Regions from separate parts of the Mus musculus genome. Here regions 1, 2, 3, 4, 5 and 7 are each linked to region 6. Evidence: chromatin contacts called from public promoter capture Hi-C data. All regions are on one chromosome and are shown on one strand. The core of a region is the stretch at or near the end of the contact, and the rest is flanking DNA. Distances in the headings are between cores, read along the strand shown. Region 1 holds the start of Ergic3 (ERGIC and golgi 3). Region 2 holds the start of Eif6 (eukaryotic translation initiation factor 6). Region 3 holds the start of Asxl1 (additional sex combs like 1). Region 4 holds the start of Pofut1 (protein O-fucosyltransferase 1). Region 5 holds the start of Cep250 (centrosomal protein 250). Region 6 holds the start of Chmp4b (charged multivesicular body protein 4B). Region 7 holds the start of Rbm12 (RNA binding motif protein 12).

Evidence for each region. Promoter capture Hi-C pulls out the DNA fragments that hold promoters and counts their contacts.
Region 1: a contact with region 6 is called in a promoter capture Hi-C map of liver, with 3 times the contacts expected there. The contact joins the promoter of Ergic3 here to the promoter of Chmp4b in region 6. A contact is called at or near these places in 3 of 39 promoter capture datasets (the C10 cell line, liver and pre-B cells).
Region 2: a promoter capture Hi-C map of liver shows a contact between it and region 6, with 6 times the contacts expected there. The contact joins the promoter of Eif6 here to the promoter of Chmp4b in region 6. A contact is called at or near these places in 12 of 39 promoter capture datasets (the 3T3-L1 cell line, the C10 cell line, the HPC-7 cell line and 7 more), 1 of 484 Hi-C or Micro-C datasets (B cells), 1 of 115 datasets of contacts at active chromatin or transcription factors (memory CD8 T cells) and 1 of 9 other capture datasets (adipose tissue).
Region 3: a promoter capture Hi-C map of liver shows a contact between it and region 6, with 5 times the contacts expected there. The contact joins the promoter of Asxl1 here to the promoter of Chmp4b in region 6. A contact is called at or near these places in 3 of 39 promoter capture datasets (the C10 cell line, liver and pre-B cells).
Region 4: a contact with region 6 is called in a promoter capture Hi-C map of hippocampal neurons, with 6 times the contacts expected there. The contact joins the promoter of Pofut1 here to the promoter of Chmp4b in region 6. A contact is called at or near these places in 4 of 39 promoter capture datasets (hippocampal neurons, liver and pre-B cells).
Region 5: a contact with region 6 is called in a promoter capture Hi-C map of liver, with 5 times the contacts expected there. The contact joins the promoter of Cep250 here to the promoter of Chmp4b in region 6. A contact is called at or near these places in 2 of 39 promoter capture datasets (liver and pre-B cells) and 1 of 115 datasets of contacts at active chromatin or transcription factors (embryonic stem cells).
Region 7: a promoter capture Hi-C map of liver shows a contact between it and region 6, with 4 times the contacts expected there. The contact joins the promoter of Rbm12 here to the promoter of Chmp4b in region 6. A contact is called at or near these places in 2 of 39 promoter capture datasets (liver and pre-B cells).

The regions. Positions count from the first base shown.
Region 1 is chr2:156,006,594-156,009,293 of GRCm38.p6, forward strand. Ergic3 (ERGIC and golgi 3) reads left to right here and starts at 1,435. Exons shown (of 13, transcript NM_025516.5): 1 at 1,435-1,635; 2 at 1,772-1,842; 3 at 1,971-2,058; 4 at 2,267-2,386. The coding sequence starts at 1,548. It also overlaps a transcript of 6430550D23Rik not described here.
Region 2 is chr2:155,825,591-155,828,290 of GRCm38.p6, forward strand. It overlaps Eif6 (eukaryotic translation initiation factor 6), which reads right to left and starts at 1,335. Exons shown (of 6, transcript NM_010579.2): 1 at 737-1,335; 2 at 535-620. The coding sequence starts at 843.
Region 3 is chr2:153,344,547-153,347,246 of GRCm38.p6, forward strand. Asxl1 (additional sex combs like 1) reads left to right here and starts at 1,284. Exons shown (of 13, transcript NM_001039939.2): 1 at 1,284-1,844. The coding sequence starts at 1,788. 2500004C02Rik (RIKEN cDNA 2500004C02 gene) reads right to left here and starts at 1,264. Exons shown (of 2, transcript NR_040318.1): 1 at 1,075-1,264.
Region 4 is chr2:153,240,170-153,242,869 of GRCm38.p6, forward strand. It overlaps Pofut1 (protein O-fucosyltransferase 1), which reads left to right and starts at 1,363. Exons shown (of 7, transcript NM_080463.3): 1 at 1,363-1,556. The coding sequence starts at 1,418. Plagl2 (pleiomorphic adenoma gene-like 2) reads right to left here and starts at 1,189. Exons shown (of 3, transcript NM_018807.5): 1 at 1,107-1,189.
Region 5 is chr2:155,955,265-155,957,964 of GRCm38.p6, forward strand. It overlaps Cep250 (centrosomal protein 250), which reads left to right and starts at 1,294. Exons shown (of 33, transcript NM_001130000.1): 1 at 1,294-1,393.
Region 6 is chr2:154,655,665-154,658,364 of GRCm38.p6, forward strand. It overlaps Chmp4b (charged multivesicular body protein 4B), which reads left to right and starts at 1,362. Exons shown (of 5, transcript NM_029362.3): 1 at 1,362-1,707. The coding sequence starts at 1,518.
Region 7 is chr2:156,110,588-156,113,287 of GRCm38.p6, forward strand. It overlaps Rbm12 (RNA binding motif protein 12), which reads right to left and starts at 1,378. Exons shown (of 3, transcript NM_029397.3): 1 at 1,199-1,378. Cpne1 (copine I) reads right to left here and starts at 1,378. Exons shown (of 16, transcript NM_170590.3): 1 at 1,199-1,378.

The sequences.
Region 1 (2,700 bases), core at 185-2,684, 1.4 Mb after region 6:
CTGAGTTCGAAGCCAGCCTGGTCTACAGAGAAAAAAACAAAAACAAACAAACAAACAAAACAACAACAACAAAACCTCTTTAGGTTGACAGGAAATTGAATTCAACAGCATAAAATAGATTCCTAAAGTGGGATTTATTATCTGAAGCAAGAGTTCTACGTCAAGACCTTTAAGCTCAAGCATGGAGACTGAGCACAGCATGGTTGCTGGCTGCTCTTTCAGGGGACCCTGGTTCAGTTCCCAGCACACATTGGGTGACTCAGAACTGCCCATAAGTCCAGATTTCAGGGATCCAATGCCCCGTACTATCATCTGGTACACATAAACACATGTAGACACACATAAAAATAGTTAATAAATCTTCAAAACAGAAACCTCCCATGAGACGCTAAGAGGCTGAGGCAGGAGTCCAGGTGTTCCTGGTCAGCCAGAGCAGCAGAAAGACACTTTCTTAAAACAAAACTATTGAGCACTTTGTTTTAGTCTTTATAGCGGTATTAAGCTGTCTAGAGCTAATGGGTTACAACAGAAAGCAAATAAGGGTTTGTTTAATCTCCACTCCATAGCCTTGTCCTGGAGGGGTGGAATCAGCGAACGTCTTTATTTTATTTATTGACCCACACTGGGATTAGCACTTGGACGCTGTTTAAGAACCCAGGGTACTCTGAAGTCCAGAACTGGGTTCCACTATTGATCAGTTTAAGCTTGAAAAAAAAAGCAAAGTTAACACCCACTCTCTTTTAAAAATAACTTATAGATTATATTTACTTTTTTGTGAGTGTAGTCAAGGGCACGCCACGGCATTCATATGGAGGTCAGAGGACATTTTGCAAGAATCAGTTTTTTTCCACCATGTGGGTCCTGGGTATAGAACTCAGAATTGGCAGCAAATGCCTTCACCTTGCAAGCCAGTTAATACCCACTTCCCCCTGCAGAGATTCTCATGCCTTAACCGCATTGGAAACACCTTGGAGCCACTTTTGACTTTCTAATGAGGGAACCAATGATTTCCTTGGAACCGATTTCTTTCTTTCTTTTTTCTTTTGTAATTTTTCAAGCCAGGGTTTCTTTGCGTAACATCCCTGGCTGTCTTGGAACTCTCTTTGTAACCCAGGCTGAACTCGAACTCACAGACATCCGCTTGACTCTGTCTTCTGAGTGCTGGGATTAAAGAGTGCGCCCACCCCGGTTTGGAACCAATTCTAATTAACGCTGCGGTGGCTCTGGCGGGGTCAAGTTGGAAGCGCTGTCCTAAGAGATCCAAAGGTCCAAGGAGAGGCACTTACCACAGGTGCTGTCACTCCGCACCCAAGCACCGCCCTCTGTGCTCCCAGCCCGCCCCTCTCGGAGCACTGCCCAATCCGCGCGAGGAGGCGTGACAATGTCCACAAGCTAGACTGCCTTTGAGGAGGCAGGTGAGGGGGTGGAGCCCCACTTACGCACCGCTACGCCTGCGCAAGACAGCGAGGGGCGTGACCCCGGGTCCAGGCCGGAAGCGGGAGGCTGGAGGGGCGGGCCGGCTGGTGTCCCCTTTCCGGCCGGTCCCCATGGAGGCGCTGGGGAAGCTGAAGCAGTTCGATGCCTACCCTAAGACTCTGGAGGACTTCCGGGTCAAGACCTGCGGGGGTGCCACGGGTAGGTCTCGGCGCGGGCAGGGTTGCAAGGAGGGAGCTGTCCTCGCGTTCGGCCCGGGCTCCCGGACCCTCCGTGGCCTGCTAAGGGGCTGAGGGGTGGGATATAGGCCGTTCCAAATCTCGCTCTCGCCCTGCAGTGACCATCGTCAGTGGCCTTCTCATGCTCCTGCTTTTCCTATCGGAGTTGCAGTATTATCTCACTACGGAGGTGAGGGGCGTGGCCTAGAGCGTGGGCGGGGCCTGGCATTCTAAGGGCAGGACCCTTAAAGGTGGGAGAGGGGAGGAGAGGCGAGGAGAGGCATAGGGGCGAATCTGACTGAGGTAGACATGCTCTAGGTGCATCCTGAGCTCTACGTGGACAAGTCTCGGGGGGATAAACTGAAGATCAACATCGATGTTCTTTTCCCGCACATGCCTTGTGCCTGTGAGTACCCGATTGTGAGTGGGGAGTTGGACTCCTGGACGTAGGGTGGGCTTCCAGATTTACACCTCTGGCCTTAGATCCCAGAGTGAATGCCAGGCCATCCTCATTCCCCGAGTCCATTTCTTCCTCAAGATACATCTTTCCCATCAAAGCTCAGCTCTCCGGGTCCCTGGTGTCGTAGCGCCTTAGCTTGCCTCTCTGTTTCCAGACTTGAGCATCGATGCCATGGACGTGGCCGGGGAGCAGCAGCTGGATGTGGAACACAACCTGTTCAAGAAACGACTAGACAAGGATGGCGTCCCCGTGAGCTCAGAGGCTGAACGGCACGGTAACCAGGGGAGGGGGACAGGTCTCCGATCCTACAGCTGGACATGCCTGCCTTCCACACATGGGCCGTTGCAGGCTCAGTGACACCGTAGACAGAAGTCAGCTGGCTTGCTTAGGGTTCTACAACTATTAAAAATCAAGAGTCAGTTGAATCCATGCTTCTGGTATTGGAACATTGAGTAGAATACCTTAGGGGCTGGAGAGAGGGCCCAGTGGTTAAGAGCAAGACACTTTGCTCGGTTATCGTTTCTCAAGCTTGAACATGGGTCTTCCTTAGGTAAAGGAAGTTTGCTTGTCCACCTCATTGGCTAGAGT
Region 2 (2,700 bases), core at 85-2,584, 1.2 Mb after region 6:
CAGCCTGGTCTACAAAGTGAGTTCCAGGACAGCCAGGGCCATACAGAGAAACCCTGTCTCGAAAAAAACAAAAAAAAAACAAACAAAAAAAGAAATTGTAAGAATTAAATGCAGCTGAACAGGGTGACCTGGGACCTTAGTTATTTCCTGAGGGAGAAACTGATGCTCAAAAACAAGAAGCAACTTGTTCATATTCAGAGGCAGGAGAGAGATGCAAATCCTCTCCTCCGCCCTTAGGTGTGGGACTCTGTAAGTCACATAGTTCCGAGCGACAACCCATGCTTTCCAGTATCCCTGTGAAGGAAAAACGAGACCAAGAATGATAGCCAGCACTTAATGGTATTTCGCTCCGGCTACTCTCAAGTCTGAGAGACAGTGTTCTTGATCTGCAGTTCGAGTCCCACACACCCGTCAGATTCCAAAGTCCACTGGGCCCGAAAGCCTGGGAATCCCCCGATCACTGGGGGTAAGCTCCAGGAAACTAATGACTCAGAGTGCTTCGCTGTGTCCCTCGGCGTCTTCCACCCGCCTTACCCACACACATGCGCCCGATGATTCGGCAGCCGGCGATGGATGCGTGCACCACGGGAATGGCATCGGAGAGCTCACCCTCGAACACACTGTAGAAACACGGATTCGCTGCTTACTGGGGTGGGTCGCTCTTTTCAGACCTCTCGCTCTCCGCCTCCCTTCCCTTCCCGCCCCGGCGGCTCGGGACCAGAAGCTCTCGCCTCACCTATAGAAGTTCTCTGAGCCTCCGATGGCCACCAGGCAGTAGGCGTTTGTGAGTTTGGCAAAACAACCGACCTCACAGTTGTTCTCGAACGACGCTCTGACCGCCATGAGAGAGGCTGGGGGGCAGCACGACTGCGGGTTCTGGGCCGACAGATCCACTCCGGAGCCGGGTCAACCAGCCTCGCCTCCTCAAACCCCGCCCTCTCGGGCCCCTCAGATGCCCGGGCGTGCGGACGGATCCCTCCTGGCTCTCCTGCCCCAAGTCCTCTCGCCCTGCGACCCGGAACTGACTTTTGCCGCCCAGAGTCCCAACAGCTCACCAAGCGACTCCAATGTCTACACGCTGCAACAACTTCTCCCGTAACTAGCTTTCCGTTTCCGCCTCCTCCCAGGCCCGCTTCCGGGAGCGCGCAGGAGCCGGGCGGAGCTGCTGGTCACTCTAGCCCCACCCTTTGGGAGGACTCGATGGTTACTAGGTGACTCCGCCCGACCCCGCCTCCTGCACGTTTTCTTGCTTTAGGTTTTTGGCTTCACCTCCTAGTGGGTCTTTTTAGAAGGAATAATCAATCAAACCTGAGGCTGGGCAAATGAAAAGATGAGGAAATGAGGAACCGGTGTTGTCTGGTTGGAGCTGGATTGATTGGAGGGCTTTATTTACCGAGTAAGGACGGGAAAAGGGCGGATTTGAGAAAGAGGATAATCACACCCCGGCCACGCGGACGGAAGTGGGAATCTGGACCAGTGGCAAGGGTCAAGGGTTGAAGATTGAAATTTGGCATAGAGATCAACCAAGAGACCAGGATAAAGTGGTTGGAGGAGGCATAAGAACCATAGGCTGAAGAAGACAATGGAGACGGGGAAATGTGTTACGGAGAGATTGGAGGAGAAAGGGTTCTAGGGTAAGCAAAGATCTGAGAGCTGACTTGCTTCCTTGATGTGTTTATCACGCAGTTTATCACCCCATCAGCAGCCCTGGGGATAGTGGTATGGCCCATTTTCATAGAATAAACTTGTCTCAACTAGTGTAGAATATACAAAAGTCCCCAGGGTGTCTCAGAATGCCACAGTGGAAGGTAAAAGGAGCAGAGAATCACTTACCGCAGACTGTCTTATGCCATTCATTCTTCTCCAAGAAGATCTGATCTGAAAGGGGCATAAATGGCGCGGCGCCCTTTCCCCAGCCCCATCATACAGTCCCATAACCGAGAACACATCAGATTGCTACGGGGTCTAGCCACAATTGCCTTTATTGATTAGTACCATGCACAGTCTCCTGCAGGTGCTAAGTTCAGGAGAAAGACCCATGACCAGCTGCAGCCCGAGCTTCCAGAGACATTCAGCAAGGTGGTCTGTGTGTTTGTGTCTAAGTGTTCAACTACGTGCTCTGCTTATCTCCCCCAGCTCACCCCAGATCCGCTCATTGAGCCCCACACCACTCTCTGGCTTACTCTACCAAGAACTCTTAACTCTCCTCCACCTGGCTCTCCCCCTGTCCTTCAAGACCAGCCTCCAAGTCAGCCTCTCTCTGATAAGCTTTGTCGATCGCTCTACTATCTCCATGACCCTCTGTCCCTAATACAGTTTTCATCTAATACATCTGTCTTGTTCTCTGAGGTTTGTGCTTTTAAGCTTCAGCCCTCAGAATCTGCATCTAAGTAGCCTTTCGGCTCTAGGGAATGTTCAGGGTGAGGTTGTGAGCACAGCTTGGTGCAGAGTTAGGATGAAGAGTCATATGTGTATTTATAGTTTCTGAGTCTCAGGGGGGCTCTGCAGTGTGTACTAGAAGCTTGAATTTTCTGTGGCCATTCATTTAGGCAGACCATATTGATTATGTACCTGCAACAGAAGTTTTATTTTTGAGTTAATCAGAGAGCTCTGTATACTCGCTCTATGCATCTATGGGTGTACCTAGTCATTGTTCTCTGTGTACTGTACGGGCATCTGAAACATCCTTGTAGTGTCCAT
Region 3 (2,700 bases), core at 34-2,533, 1.3 Mb before region 6:
CCTTTAGGTACAAGGGTTGGACTGCTGGGTGATTTCTTCGTCTCAGCACTGGCTGCCTGTGTACTAACACCACAAGAGTACAGGGTGTTTTTTTACCCACATAAACCTTTCAAAAACTGTAAAACCTGGCCATCAATCCAGTTCAAGACTGTAGAGATGTTTCTGTACTTTGGGCCAACAAACACAGAAAAATAATGTTCTGGGTGCTTCAAACCTTATCATCCTGTCACTGCAATCAAGGAACAGAGGCTCCATTGCCCACTGTGTAGTAATAACAGCTCTCATTTATTCTACAGCAGAAGCCAAATTACATGAGCCTAATATCAGGATCTTCCACATTCTCTCCCATCTTCTAGATACTTCATGCTAATTTGTACCCCATCAAGGTTGTGGGATACTATGCTAACATTGATCAAACAGGCTCAGCGGGGTTAGGAGTAGTCAAGGAGTCACAACTAGGATTCTAAATCTAGGTTGGCTGACATTAGGACTTGACCTCTCTCCGGGCAACTGCGTCTAAATATACACTCAGGTGCATTTAGATTTCTGTGGATGGACCTTCAGTGTTTACCTACTATCGGATCATCAAATTCACCTGGCGGCAACGCTGCTGGAAACTGCAGGTGCATTCTCTGCAAACACACAGAGGTATTACAAGAGGAAATGGGTTAATCACCTAAGTCGGTCAATCGTGCAATAACCGTTTTACTGATATGAGTGTCTCTTTGCTTATTACTATGCGCCAGTTGACTCATTTAAGGGTGGGCCAAAAAGAAAAGTCCTGCTTTTTGTCACCCACCAGAAGTCCAGAAGAGAACTGTGTATGCGGTGGGGGATGGTGCAGTGGAAGCAGGGTAGCAGACTACCAACTCCAGATCCGAAACCGCACTGGACCCGCCACCAGAATCAAAAAAAAGCTTTGAACGGGTTAACCGCGCGCGCGGCCAGGGGGGAGTCCAGCCACCGCCCCTTCCCAGCACCACCTCCCAGAAACCCTCAGGCCTCCGCTAGTTCCCGAACCTCGCGAGACCCCGCCCCATCTTTTTCTGACCGACTTCCCGCCCCCTTCTTTACCGTGCTTGGAGCGCAGCGGGGTACGGAAGAAAGTGGGCGGAAAACAGGAGCCCGGGGCACTCCGGGAAATGTGGTCCAAGCACTTGAGGCAGCCATTTTCTTCCGGAGAGGGGTAGGCCAGGAAGCCAGTGAGGACTACAAATCCCAGCCACCCTTTCGGTTTGTTTTTGTTCAAAAAAAAAAAAAAAAAACCCACACTCCCCCTCCTCACTCTTCTCTCTCACACACACGCGGGCACACACATACACACACATACCCACGGCAGACACGCACGCATCCGAGCGTCGAAAGGAAAGCCGCGTCTCGCCATCCGGGCCCGCCCGCCACTAGTTCGCTCTTGGGTTTCCCAGCAGCGCGGGAACGCGGAGGCCGGAGCCGTGACCTCTGACCCCGTGGTTATGCGGAGCCGCCGCATTCCTTAGCCATCGCGGGGCTGCCGCTGCCGCTGCCACCGTGGGCGACTGACGCAGCGCGGGCGCGTGGAGCCGCCGCCGCCCCTCCCCCCAGCGCCACCCTCGCGCCGGGGTCTCGCTCTAGCCAGTCCCGGTGCGCCCGCCCTCTCCGGCCGCACCCGAGCCCTCGCACGCGCCGCCGCCGCCACGCGCCCCCCGCCGCTGCCGCCGCCTCCGCCCCAGCCCCGCGCCGCCACCGCCCCAGTCCGCCCCGCCCGAAGGACCCGCGTGGAGCCGCCACCGCCGCCGCGGAGGAGGAGGATGAAGGACAAACAGAAGAGGAAGAAGGAGCGCACGTGGGCCGAGGCCGCGCGCCTGGTGAGCCGAGCTGCCCGGGGGGCCGCGGCGGGGGGCGTAGGGGGTGGGCTCCGCGCGGCTCCCCGGGCGGGGGAGGGGCGAGGCCCTGCCCACCGCAGCAGGGGGCGGGGCCGCCCGGGTGTGGAGCTCCCGAGGTCCCGGGCCCGAGGAGGCTGGGACGCCTTTTCTCTGCATCCCCCCACCCCTTGAATTCCTGCGGAGGGGCGAGCTGGCAAGCGGCTCCTCCCCCCTCCGAGCGCCCGGGCGCCAGTCTCCCCTCCCCCCACGTTGGCAGCAGCAGCGGGGGGTCCCGGGGAAAGCGCCCGTTTATTCTTCTGCGGGGAGTTAGGTTTCCGGGAAAGGTCGGAAGTGCTTCCCCGGACTTCTTCGTGGGCAGAGGTGTGTGGGTCACTAAGACACCGTAGGGGTGGGAAAAGTGCCCCTGGTTTCAAGGACGCGAGAAGCATTTAGAGCGTTGGCAATTTAAACCAGGTGTGTGTCGGAAAGCAGTCGCTAAGGACCGATGTGAACCCTGAGTAGTGGTTCTCAAACTACTAGAGTGCCCGGTGGGAGCATACCTGGGGACTTTGTTTCAAACATTGGCACTAGGGCTCATTTTAAACACACTGAACTCGAGATTCCTCTGAGAAACAGTACTTTAGGCAGCTGCTTAAGCGATTGTTATGCCGGTGACCCTCGAATATTTAAATCACACTGAGCCCTGTGACTACAATGGGGGGTAGGCAGTTTGCAGAGGAGCAGAATACACTTTGCCAAGAATGTGTATCTGTTTGAGGCTTCCCTTCTGAGGGTTTAGTTAAAAAAAAAAAAAAGTAAATAGGTTTTTGAGCTCGCTACCTGCCCAGAGGATTTGTGG
Region 4 (2,700 bases), core at 113-2,612, 1.4 Mb before region 6:
GAGGAGAGGGTTAGAAACCCAAGGCCAGACTTATCACAGCCCCAGGCTGACAGGTGGAAAAACACACAAGCCAGGAGTCGGTATGCTTGCAGGTGAAAGCCCCAACTCCCAACACGGCCAGGAACGCGGCCCGCCACCGCGCCACCGCCCCCTCCCCCCCCCCCCCCCGCGACCCCGATCTGTTCCAAGCTGGACTGAAGCATGGGGCTGAAGTTGTAGGAAGTCTGGCCCTTAGGCCAGCGGAGAGACTACCCTATTTTGTAGTGTGAAATGTTAAATTCTCCCCACAATTGGAAGGTGGATGTAAAGAGTGGAGACAAGAGACGGGAATTCAATAGTAAGTCTAAAAAGTCTAATAGGATCTGGGGTGGGAAGAGCAAGCATGCACGGTAAAGAATTACGAGCACGTTATTTGAGTCTCTAAGAGACCCCATGGGGGGAAGAGGTAGGGAGATTCTAAAGGTCGAAAGAGCGAGTTCTCTGAATTTCAAACGGGTGTAGAAATGGGACCCTCCCGAAGGAAAATGCCTAAACTTTCCACAATATGATCACTGGGAAGGGAACTTCAGCTAGGGCTTTATTTTGGGTTCTTCGGCCCGAGGTACTGCAGAAAAGCCTGAAAGCAGGTTTATGAAAGTCTGGAAAACGAAAGAGCTTAGAGCAGACTATTTGGAGCAGGAAAAGGAAGGTTATGTGGGTCGGGGTAGGCGTGTCCGAGGGTGGGAACAGGTGCAGCTTATCTATGCCCCCCAGACCGCGATCCCGAGGAAGGTTAGCTGCGTGTTATCTGGGTCTCCAGGGAGTCTGGGGGGTCCAGACTAGGGGACCCTCAGGCTGAGTTTCCAGGTCTAGGAATGGAGGGAGCCTGAAAGGCTTGTTCCGGTCCCCTGGGCACAGGTCTGAGGTCCGGGGAACGTTTTCGTCACTACGGGGCCTATCGGGGGCCCGGCTAGAGCAAAGGGGGCCCCTACTCAGGGGTGTGGGCGACCGCGCTGGGCGGCCCGAAGTGAGGGGCGCCGCCGCTCCGAGAGCCGGGCGTGTGGGCGCAGCGCGACGGCCTCCCGCCCCGCTCCCCACCATCCCCCAGGACCCTCGCCGGCACTCACTGCGCTCGGGACCCCGCGCTGCGGGCCGGGCCGCGCTCGGGCTCCGCCAGGCCCGCTCAGGCCCCGGTAGTGGCGGCGGTCGGGCCATTGTGCGGTGCATTGTGGGAGCCGCGCGAGCGGGCGCTCGGGTCGTGGAGGGGGCGGTGCCGCGGGCTCTCTATGGTCCCGCCCGCCCGCGGGCTAGAGAGGCCCAGCCGGCGCGCGGGCGGCGCGCGGGGAGCACTGGGAGCGGGGCGGCCACTCGCGCCTCTTCTTCCCTCCCACCCCCTCCCCGCCTCCGGGCCGTGGCACTCTGGGGCTCTGCCGTCGACATGGGCGCCGCCGCGTGGGCACCGCCACACCTGCTGCTGCGGGCGTCTTTCCTGCTTCTGCTGCTGTTGCTGCCGCTCCGCGGGCGGTCAGCGGGCTCCTGGGACCTGGCCGGTTACCTGCTCTACTGTCCCTGCATGGGTAAGGCCTCCGGAACCCTCTGCTTAAACGGAGAAACTGAGGCGGAGGAGGCGGAGCCACTTCTCTGAGGCGCCCGGAGACTTCTCAGGTCCAGAGGAGAACACCAGAGAGGGGCAGGGCCTGTGTTCTTCCCTGCCCTACTTGCCTGGGTACAGAGGACCCATTGGTGTTCAACTTGCCATTCGACAGATGGGAGAAGTTAAGTGACTCACTCGAGGTCTAATCAGTCTCAGATCAGTAGATGGAGTTTGTAGGACAAGACCTGCCCGCACTGTCTCGTGGCAATTCTTGCATTCATTCAGCAAAGAATTTATATGCCCCCCCCCCTTTTTTTTAATGTCCCAGGCGCTGTTGTCTGTGCTGGTGGTGAATGAAACAGATAAATCTCATAGGATTCTTCATTTTAGGAAGACAGACAATAAAAAGTTTTTAAGTGCGTGCAGAATTTGTACAAGATGATTCAAACTGGGGTAATAAAAGATAACCAAGGACTCCTAAGAACCAGCGGAGGGATGCAACTTAAATGCAGTCGTGGATCATCATTATATAATCCATCCCTTCTCTCAATCCTTGAGTAGCTTGCATTCCTGACCATGGCCATCATCTGATGGCCTGACCTTGCAAGATTGGCTCCACTCTTCTCCACACCCCTTCTCCCATGGCCCTCTGGCTACAGCCATAGTAACCGGCTTTCTATTGCTTACAGACATAAAGGTCTATGAGCTATTCTTCTCGGAGTACCTTCCTATAATTTCTGCTAACTCTTTCTCATCCTTGAAGTCTCAACATACGTGTCACCAAAGAGGACTCCATTGACCTCTCTACTTGTCATTTCCTGAGTCTCCCTGTCACCAAACCTTTTCATTTTTTCCCTTGCAATCATCAAAATATACCATAAGGAATTTGTTTTCATGTTTAGTGTCTCCTAACCTGAATTAGAATGGAATGCCTTGAGGACAGAAACCTTATCCTTCTGATTTTATATTATAACATCTAGCACAGTACCTGGCACATTTCAGCCTTGCAGTGTTTCTGGAATGGATGAATGGCTGCCATATTGATGATAGCCAAATGTGCTTGCATACAACTTTAATCTCAGCACTAGAAGCCAGAGGCAGGTGGATTTCTGTGAGTTTAAGGCCAA
Region 5 (2,700 bases), core at 44-2,543, 1.3 Mb after region 6:
CCAACTGGGAATCAAATAAAAATTTAATGCTGGCCTGGAGAGATGGCTCAGGGGTTATATAGCAGTGACTGCTTTTCCAGAGGTCCTGAGTTCAATTCTCAGCAACCTCATGGTGCTCACAACCATCTGTAATGGGATCGGACGCCCTCTTCTGGTGTGTCTGAAGACAGCTACAGTGTACTAATATAAATGAATAAAAAATTCACACACACACAAAAGAAAGAAAGAAAGAAAGAAAGAAAGAAAGAAAGAAAGAAAGAAAGAAAGAAAGAAAGAAAGAAAGAAAGAAGGGAGGGAGGGAGGGAGGAAGAAAGAAAGGAGGGAGGGAGGGAGGAAGAAAGAAAGAAAGAAGGGGAAGAAGGAAGGGAGGGAGGGAGGGAGGGAGGGAGGGAGGGAGGGAGGGAGGAAGGAAGGAAGGAAGGAAGGAAGGAAGAAAGAAAGAAAGAAAGAAAGAAAGAAAGAAAGAAAGAAAGAAAGAAAGAAAGAGAGAAAGAGAGAAAGAGAGAAAGAGAGAAAGAGAGAAAGAGAGAAAGAGAAAGAAAAGCCGGGCAGTGGTGGCGCACGCCTTTAATCCCAGCACTTGGGAGGCAGAGGCGGGCGGATCTCTGAGTTTGAGGCCAGCCTGGTCTACAGAGTGAGTTCCAGGACAGCCAGGGCTACACAGAGAAACCCTGACTCGAAAAACCAAAATAAATAAATAAATAAATGAAAAAAATCAATGCTAAGAAAATGCGTCAATAATGATTGTACAATATATTATCAAAATAACTCCCCGTTCCTAGCGGAACGCAGTCAAGTAGCGGTAGTCATAACCGGACAAAGTAGCCAACGACACAGTTGTTTGCGAATGTTCTGTTTCCTGGGGCTGCGTGGAGGATCAGTAAAGATCTAAAGCTGAGACATTCGTTTGCCCAGATTTAACTGGAGCTAGGTGCTTTCACCCAGTTACTGTACTTGGCTTTGTTGGTGAGACAGTGCGCAGGTGCACCGAGACCTTGGCTACACGCATGCGCAGTACTTAACTCTGAAGCCACAGGCGGGAGCTTACGGGCGAGTGTTTCTTCTCCACCTCAGAACGTTCAGTGCTAGAATTCAGAGACGGTGACTGTCTTTACTTTTGGAGAGCGACCTTGGTCTCACTATATCCCCCCCTTTCCTTTTGGGCTTCTCTAGTAAGTTGGCTGCCAGTACTTAATATGGCGAGAGGTTTGCAGCGGCGCACTCATTCCCGGCGCTCGGCTGGACTGGGCTGGGCGGTTCCCCACGAAAGGGCGGGAGTTTGACGGGCGGGGCCTGGCCTCCAGACTGAGGGCGGCCCCAGGCCGGGCCTGCAGGTTGCTGCAGCGGCCTCGGTAGCTGCGGAGCGCTTCGGGATCCCCGGGAACCGACTCTGGTGAGGTGGGCAGGGGCAGGCGGGAGGCGCTGAGCGTAACGGTCCGAGGTCCAGGGCCTGGGCGCCCGCGGGGATGTCGCCTGGACAGCGGCTTCCTGTATCCCGGGAGGCACCCCGGGCCCAGAGAGGGGCTGGGACCTGTCCCAGTGGTCGGGGCCTGCCTGCCTCAGTTTCCTGCTGCAGCCGCCGCCCAGAGAACCTCACACTCGGGTGGCCCACTGTCGTAGCCCGGAGCTGACGGGATGAGATGCTGCGCGCCCTGCGGATCACGCTCCGTGCACCCGGGAGTTTTGCAGCGCCCTGTGCTCATACGGCTTTGCATGTGATCTTCCCCTGAAAGTCCGCTCTCAGCCCACTGCCCCATTATCAGAACTTTGATTTTTCAGAACTCAAAGATCACTTCTTTAAAAATCTTTCTTGAGGCCTGCTCCAGGCTCAACTGATCAGATTCTTGCCTTTTGCGAACTTTGCCCAAGTCAGTGTTCTGCCACTCTTTCTTGTTCTGGGCTTGTTAGAAATCATGTCCTTTTTTTTCAACTCTTATGCCCTATGATGACTACTAGTAACTAAAAAAAAGTTACTGAATAGTCGAAAGATGACAGCTCTATTAAATGCATTACCTACAAAGGCCCCTTTAATCCATGCAGCGATCTATGGTGTGCGTTCTGTATATTCACGTTTTATGCACGAAGAAACAAGCACTTATAAATCAAGTTTCACAATGAGCTAGAACCCCCTACGAATATTATGACTTAACTAGATTGCCTTTAGTTTGCTGTTTATACGTTAGCCTGTAAGATATGGAGGTCAGGGTTGCAACTCACGTTTCAATAAAAGGGCTGCTTTTTTTTTTAACCCAGCGTCTTATGCAGCCAGTCAGTGTTGAGATTTCAGGCCTGTGAGTCTAGGCTGGGCCCTGAGAAAGCTTATGAAGTAGGATTGATAATATTACCAAATCGATAGTTTTCTTAACAAAAATCAAGGCCAGCTCTGCACTGTCTTACTGGTACATCTACACCCTGTGCTGCAGGAACATATTGTCACATTTTGCTCAAATTACCTCAGAAAGCTTCAGGTGTGGATGTCATTAATTCATTCCCCTTAGGAAATGCTCTGCAGTGCTGTGAGTTTTATATTTTTTGATTTTGGCAGCTAATGAAATGAGAATAGAATTTGGAATTGAATTAGACTTTGATTTCCGCTTTGCTACTAACCAGTTGCGCCTGGTGGACACGTGAAGGCTATAGAGGACGTTGTGGAGATGTCTTTAGCCTTCGTGTGGGTTAGAATCATTAGGCCAACTCCTT
Region 6 (2,700 bases), core at 112-2,611:
TTAAGTTAAATTTGAGTTTTCTAATATAATCCCCCCAAACATGACTTTCTATACTCCTAGAGTGTCTTACTATTATTGTGACCAAAGCAACTCGGGGAGGAAATGGTTTACTGAGCTTATACTTCCATATCATTGATCATCATGAAAGCAGGTCAGAACTCAAACAGACAGGAGGTTTTTTCTTTTTCTTTCTTTCTTTCTTTCTTTCTTTCTTTCTTTCTTTTTTTTTTTTCAGTGCCAGAAATACAATTACATTCAGGAGGTTTTTTCAAGTCAGGGTTTCTCTGTATAGCCCTGGCTGTCCTGGAACTCAGTCTGTAGACTAGGCTGGCCTATAACTCAGAAATCTACCTGCCTCTGCCTTTGCCTCTGGGATTAAAGGCATGTGCCACCACATGGCAGCCCTCTTATCTCAGCCTTTCAAAAGATGTGAGATTATAGGCATGAATTGCCAAGTCCTGTTTAAAACACACATCTTTATTTGAGTGCCTGTAGTCAGCTGGGCCCTTTATATTCCTATCTCACTTACAAACTCTTTTAAGAGGACTTGTGACAATTTCAAATTTACAGCTTTGGAAAGCAAGAGGAAGTAAGTATCTAAATGAATATTCGAGGCTGATTTTGAAGCTTTGCTGTTGAATTACACTGCCAAGGTGGTTAGTCTATTTTAGGTTTCAGAAGGTCTCTTAGGTGAATAAAGAGAATGACAGCTCATCCAAGTAGAGAGAACTGACCGGTCTGGTAAAGTAAGCTAGTTAGACAGCCAGTTTCCTGGGCTTGATTCACTGACATATAAATTAGGAACAGCACAGATCCAACACTTCAGAGGCAGAGACAGGCCAGCCTCTGATCCTTAGGAACTTCAAGGCCAGCTTAGGCTACATGAAAGTCTGGTTCCAAAACAGACACACAAAATAGGAACAGCATTATCTGTTGTAAACTGCTTTAAGAATCAAATGTGATTATGATTGTAAAGTACTATGTTCCAGAGATCATAGAAAATGAGTGATGTTGTTATCACTATTACTTCCCGTGCTGTGAATTAGGTCCAGGGTTCTATCACGGACCAGCACAACGAACCCCTCTTTTTGTAATAGTTATTTCTTCTCTTCCTGGTCTTTCATCTCTACGGAACACATTCCAAAGAGACTACATTTTCCAGCATGCCACATTGCCCTTTGACCTCTGCGAGACTAAAAAGATGCGCCATAGTACGCCAGGAGCCGGAAAACTCAGACTCCCGGCTTGCAGCGCGCGGTCCTCCCTTAGACTCGAGGGGCTGCGGGCGCGTGGTGCTCTGGGAGCTGTAGTCAGCGGCGCGTTGCCCTGACGCCGGCCGGGCCCGGGCGTGGGGGCCTGTGGGAGGTGGCGCGGCCGGGCCCAGCTGCGGGGCGGAGGTGGAGGCGAGGCCTGCGGCTGCGGGGAGCGGCAGGCCGGGAGTGGGCGCGGGAGCCGAGCCGAGCCGAGCCGAGCCGAGCCGGAGTGGGCGCCGGAGGCCGGCGCGGCGAGCAGCAACCATGTCGGTGTTCGGGAAGCTGTTCGGGGCTGGAGGGGGTAAGGCGGGCAAGGGCGGCCCGACCCCCCAGGAGGCCATCCAGCGGCTTCGGGACACGGAGGAGATGTTAAGCAAGAAGCAGGAGTTCCTGGAGAAGAAAATCGAACAGGAGCTGACGGCTGCCAAGAAGCACGGCACCAAAAATAAACGCGGTGAGACGGCTGGGGCCCCATCAGACTCTCCACTGGCTCTCCTAAGGCTCCCCAGGCCCGGACTCCACTTTGTCTAACTCGTTTCGGGGTCTCTCTCGACTCTGGAACTCTCCGGCCAGACTTCTTTCGTTGTCCAGCCGAGCCGGGGATCCCTTTCCATCTGACTCCTTCTGGGTCTCCTTGAGCCGGTTCACTTGCATCATCAGACTCCCTTCAAACTCTCCCTACCCTGGCAGGCCTCTTCTGACCCAGATCTCACAGCACTTTAACTTTGCTCAGTCTGTTCCACTCTGTTCCATTGTATTCTTTTCTCTTTGGCCTCACCCATCTTCCCAGCCACTGCCTCTACCCCCACCTTGGTTCATTTCTTTGCCCCACCCTATCATTTATGTGTTTCTTGGTCCACCTCTGTCCTCTCCTGAGCCCTTGGTGACGTCTGAGCTGCCTTCTGCCCCTGACTTAGGAGTCTTCTTGAGAAGCTTCCTTTATGGAGAAAAAAGAGAACTGGGGAGTGAAGAGACCCTCTGGGACCCGCTCTGTCTGTTCACTTGTTGAGTGTACTTGTTAAGTTTTGAGTTCCACATCCACCGGCTAGGAGCTGGCCACTGGAAGACCTAAGATGTCGATAACCCTGTGATTCTCAGAGCTTCCGTGTTGTAAGCCTTACCCTCTTGTGACTCACCACTTCCCCGTTCCTCCTGAACCAGAAATGACGAGGACTCTGCCTCTGTTGACCCAGTCCTGTTGTTGATTGGAACTTGAAAGCTTCTTTGCTTCCTGTCTAGGAATCGAAACTGTCTAGGAAGTACCTTGTAGTTTTCTTCAGTGAGATGGATGTGAAAATGTGTGAATGACTGTAAAGAAAGTCAAAATGCTCATGTGTGTTTTTGTTACAACAATGTGAGCATGAATCATAGCGTGACAGGTCACCCCTTGAGAGTGGGCCGAAGTTGAGAGATAGAGAGAGGTGGGGGGGGGGGGCTGGCTTAGGAA
Region 7 (2,700 bases), core at 128-2,627, 1.5 Mb after region 6:
ACTGAAGTTCACCAAAAATTACAGCTCAAACTATCCAAAAAGCCCTGAAAGAAATAGTCTCTCCCTTGAGTTGCCATCCATCCTAGTTTTTTCCCACCAAGTCATATAATAAGATTCGCATCAACTTAAATCTTAACGTACACAATAAAATGGTTTCTGCCAACTGCACACACTCAGTCATCTCGGAATCTAGGAGCCAAGAAGGCTTTAGGACCCAGAATACTTCTGCAACACAGCCTGTAATTCGCAACTTTATCTACCAGAATGAATGGATCTTTAGCACTTGAATAAACCACAGGGGACTCCTTAGAACTTCCAATAAAACACACACTTAGGTTACTAACTCGCTTACTAACACGGGCACTCCAACCTGCTACGTTAGTCCATACCCCAATACTAACCTGTAGATCTTTAAAATGCCTTTCCTTCTATTTTACGCGGCTGCAAAGTGGCGCCGCCAACCTTCAGACAGTAAGTAAGCTATCTAAGACACCCACCCTCCTTCCTCCAACTCCCAAAGGTGCTGCAGATAGCAGCCCCTCCCCTAGTTGGGAATCAAGGACCAGCCATCCTAGCTACAATTCTTCAAGCCTCTCCGACCTACAGGGCGGCTCCAATCACCTACACTTAGGAAGCCCCTCCTCAGCGCTAGACCTAGGAAGCTATACACTGCAATCCCTGCACCTCCAGGCCCTAAAAGCGACCGGTTCCCAGCCTCCCAGGACACCTTTCCTCCCCATAGGAATGTCCCTAGTGTAGTCCACTTTTGCAGGTCATAGGCCACTAGGACCTCTTCACTTCGGGGCAGAGGTGAGAGTTAAAACCTCGTTCCCGCTTAAAGCCAACGAAGCCTTCCCCACTAAGCGTGCAGGCGTTTTCATCGCAATCCCCCCCCCCCCGACCCGGTAGTTCGCAGGCCGCGAGGCCACCCGATGCTGGCCGCTTCCCCTCTCAGGACCACCGGGCATCCCCGCTAAGGCCCTGCTCCCACTTCGGCACGCAGACTCCACCTTTCGCATCCTCGGAGGCCCCGGAGCGTGAGCGGCGCCCCAGGACCCCCGCAGCCCCGCCGCGACCCTTTGTGTTGGGCGCTCGCGGCCGCGGGCTCCGAGGCCTGGGAAGGCCCCGCCCCGAGGCACCAAGGAGGCGGCTCGAGCCCCGCACAGCCCCGCCCGTTCCGGGGCTGCGGGAGTCTTACCGGGGAGAGCTTGCGCGGCACCAGAACCCAGACCCGAGTTACCCCCCGCGCGAGTGCCTCAGCCCTGCGGCCGACAGCCCCAGCCCGAACGGCTTTCCCGGAGCCCACTGCAGCCAACACCTCCACAGCCGCTTCACAAAATGGCCGCCCGCCCGCTCCGGCGCTCCGCGTTCCCGGAGTAGGCGGGGCGCCGCTGCCGACGTCACCTGATGGGAGACGCAGGCGCGCTGAGGATTTGGGGTGGGGGCAAAAGCTCGGAAGTTGCAGGTATTTGTGGTGAACCCGGTATTTTAGTAGCTGTTTGCAAAGTCAGACCTGAAGCTATTGTCCAAGGTTCCTTGCAGAGCTTTTAAAGTACAGGCTCCTTTGGCTCTTGGAGACCCCCGTGAAGGGAGAAAAACAATGCCTTCACTGCAGAACTGTCTTGAGGATTAAACGCACCAAGAAGCAAAAGCTTGAACCTTTTTTTGACTATTGAAAAAAAAAAAAATGGGAGGCAGAGGCAGGCGAATTCTGAGTTCGAGGCCAGCCTGGGCTACAGAGTGAGTTCCAGGACAGCCAGGACTATACAGAGAAACCCTGTCTCGAAAAACCAAAAAAGAAAGAAAGAAAGAAAGAAAGAAAGAAAGAAAGAAAGAAAGAAAGAAAGAAAGAAAGAAAGAAAGAAAGAAAGAAAGAAAGAAAGAAAGAAAGAAAGAAAGAAAGAAAGAAAGAAAGAAAGAAAGAAAGAAAGAAAGAGAAAGAAAGAGAGAGAAAGAAAAGAAAGAAAGAAAGAAAGAAAAAGGAAGGAAGGAAGGAAGAGAAAGAAAGAAAGAAAGAAAGAAAGAAAGAAAGAAAGAAAGAAAGAAAGAAAGAAAGAAAGAAAGAAAGAAAGAAAGAAAGAAAGAAAGAAAGAAAGAGAAAATAATCCTGCTTGGCAGTGGTGGCACAAGCCTCTAATCCCCGCACTTGGGAGGCAGAGGCAGGCAGATTTCTGAGTTTGAGACCAGCCAGCACTACACAGAGAAACCCTGTCTTAAACACACACAGAAAGAAAGAAAGAAAGAAAGAAAGAAAGAAAGAAAGAAAGAAAGAAAGAGAGAGAGAGAGAGAGAGAGAGAGAGAGAGAGAGAGAGAGAGAGAGAGAGAGAGAGAGAGAGAGAGAGAGAGAAAGGAAGAAAGGAAGGAAGGAAGGAAGGAAGGAAGGAAGGAAGGAAGGAAGGAAGAGAAAATATTCTTCTGCCATGGGGCTGGAGAGATGTCTCAAAGGTTAAAAGCTCATACTGCTCTTCCTGGCATCTTAAATTCTATGAGCTACATGGAGTGGCTCACAACCTCCTGTAACTCCAGCCTCAAATCTGACTCCCTCCTCTGGCCTCTGTAGGCAGCGACACTAATATGTACAAACTCTCACACAGAGACATTAATAAAAATAAATATAAAAAGAGTAAAATATCTTTCAATATTTCCTATAATCCCCAGTATTTGATTATACAGGGAGACCTAGGCTCTACCAGACTCTG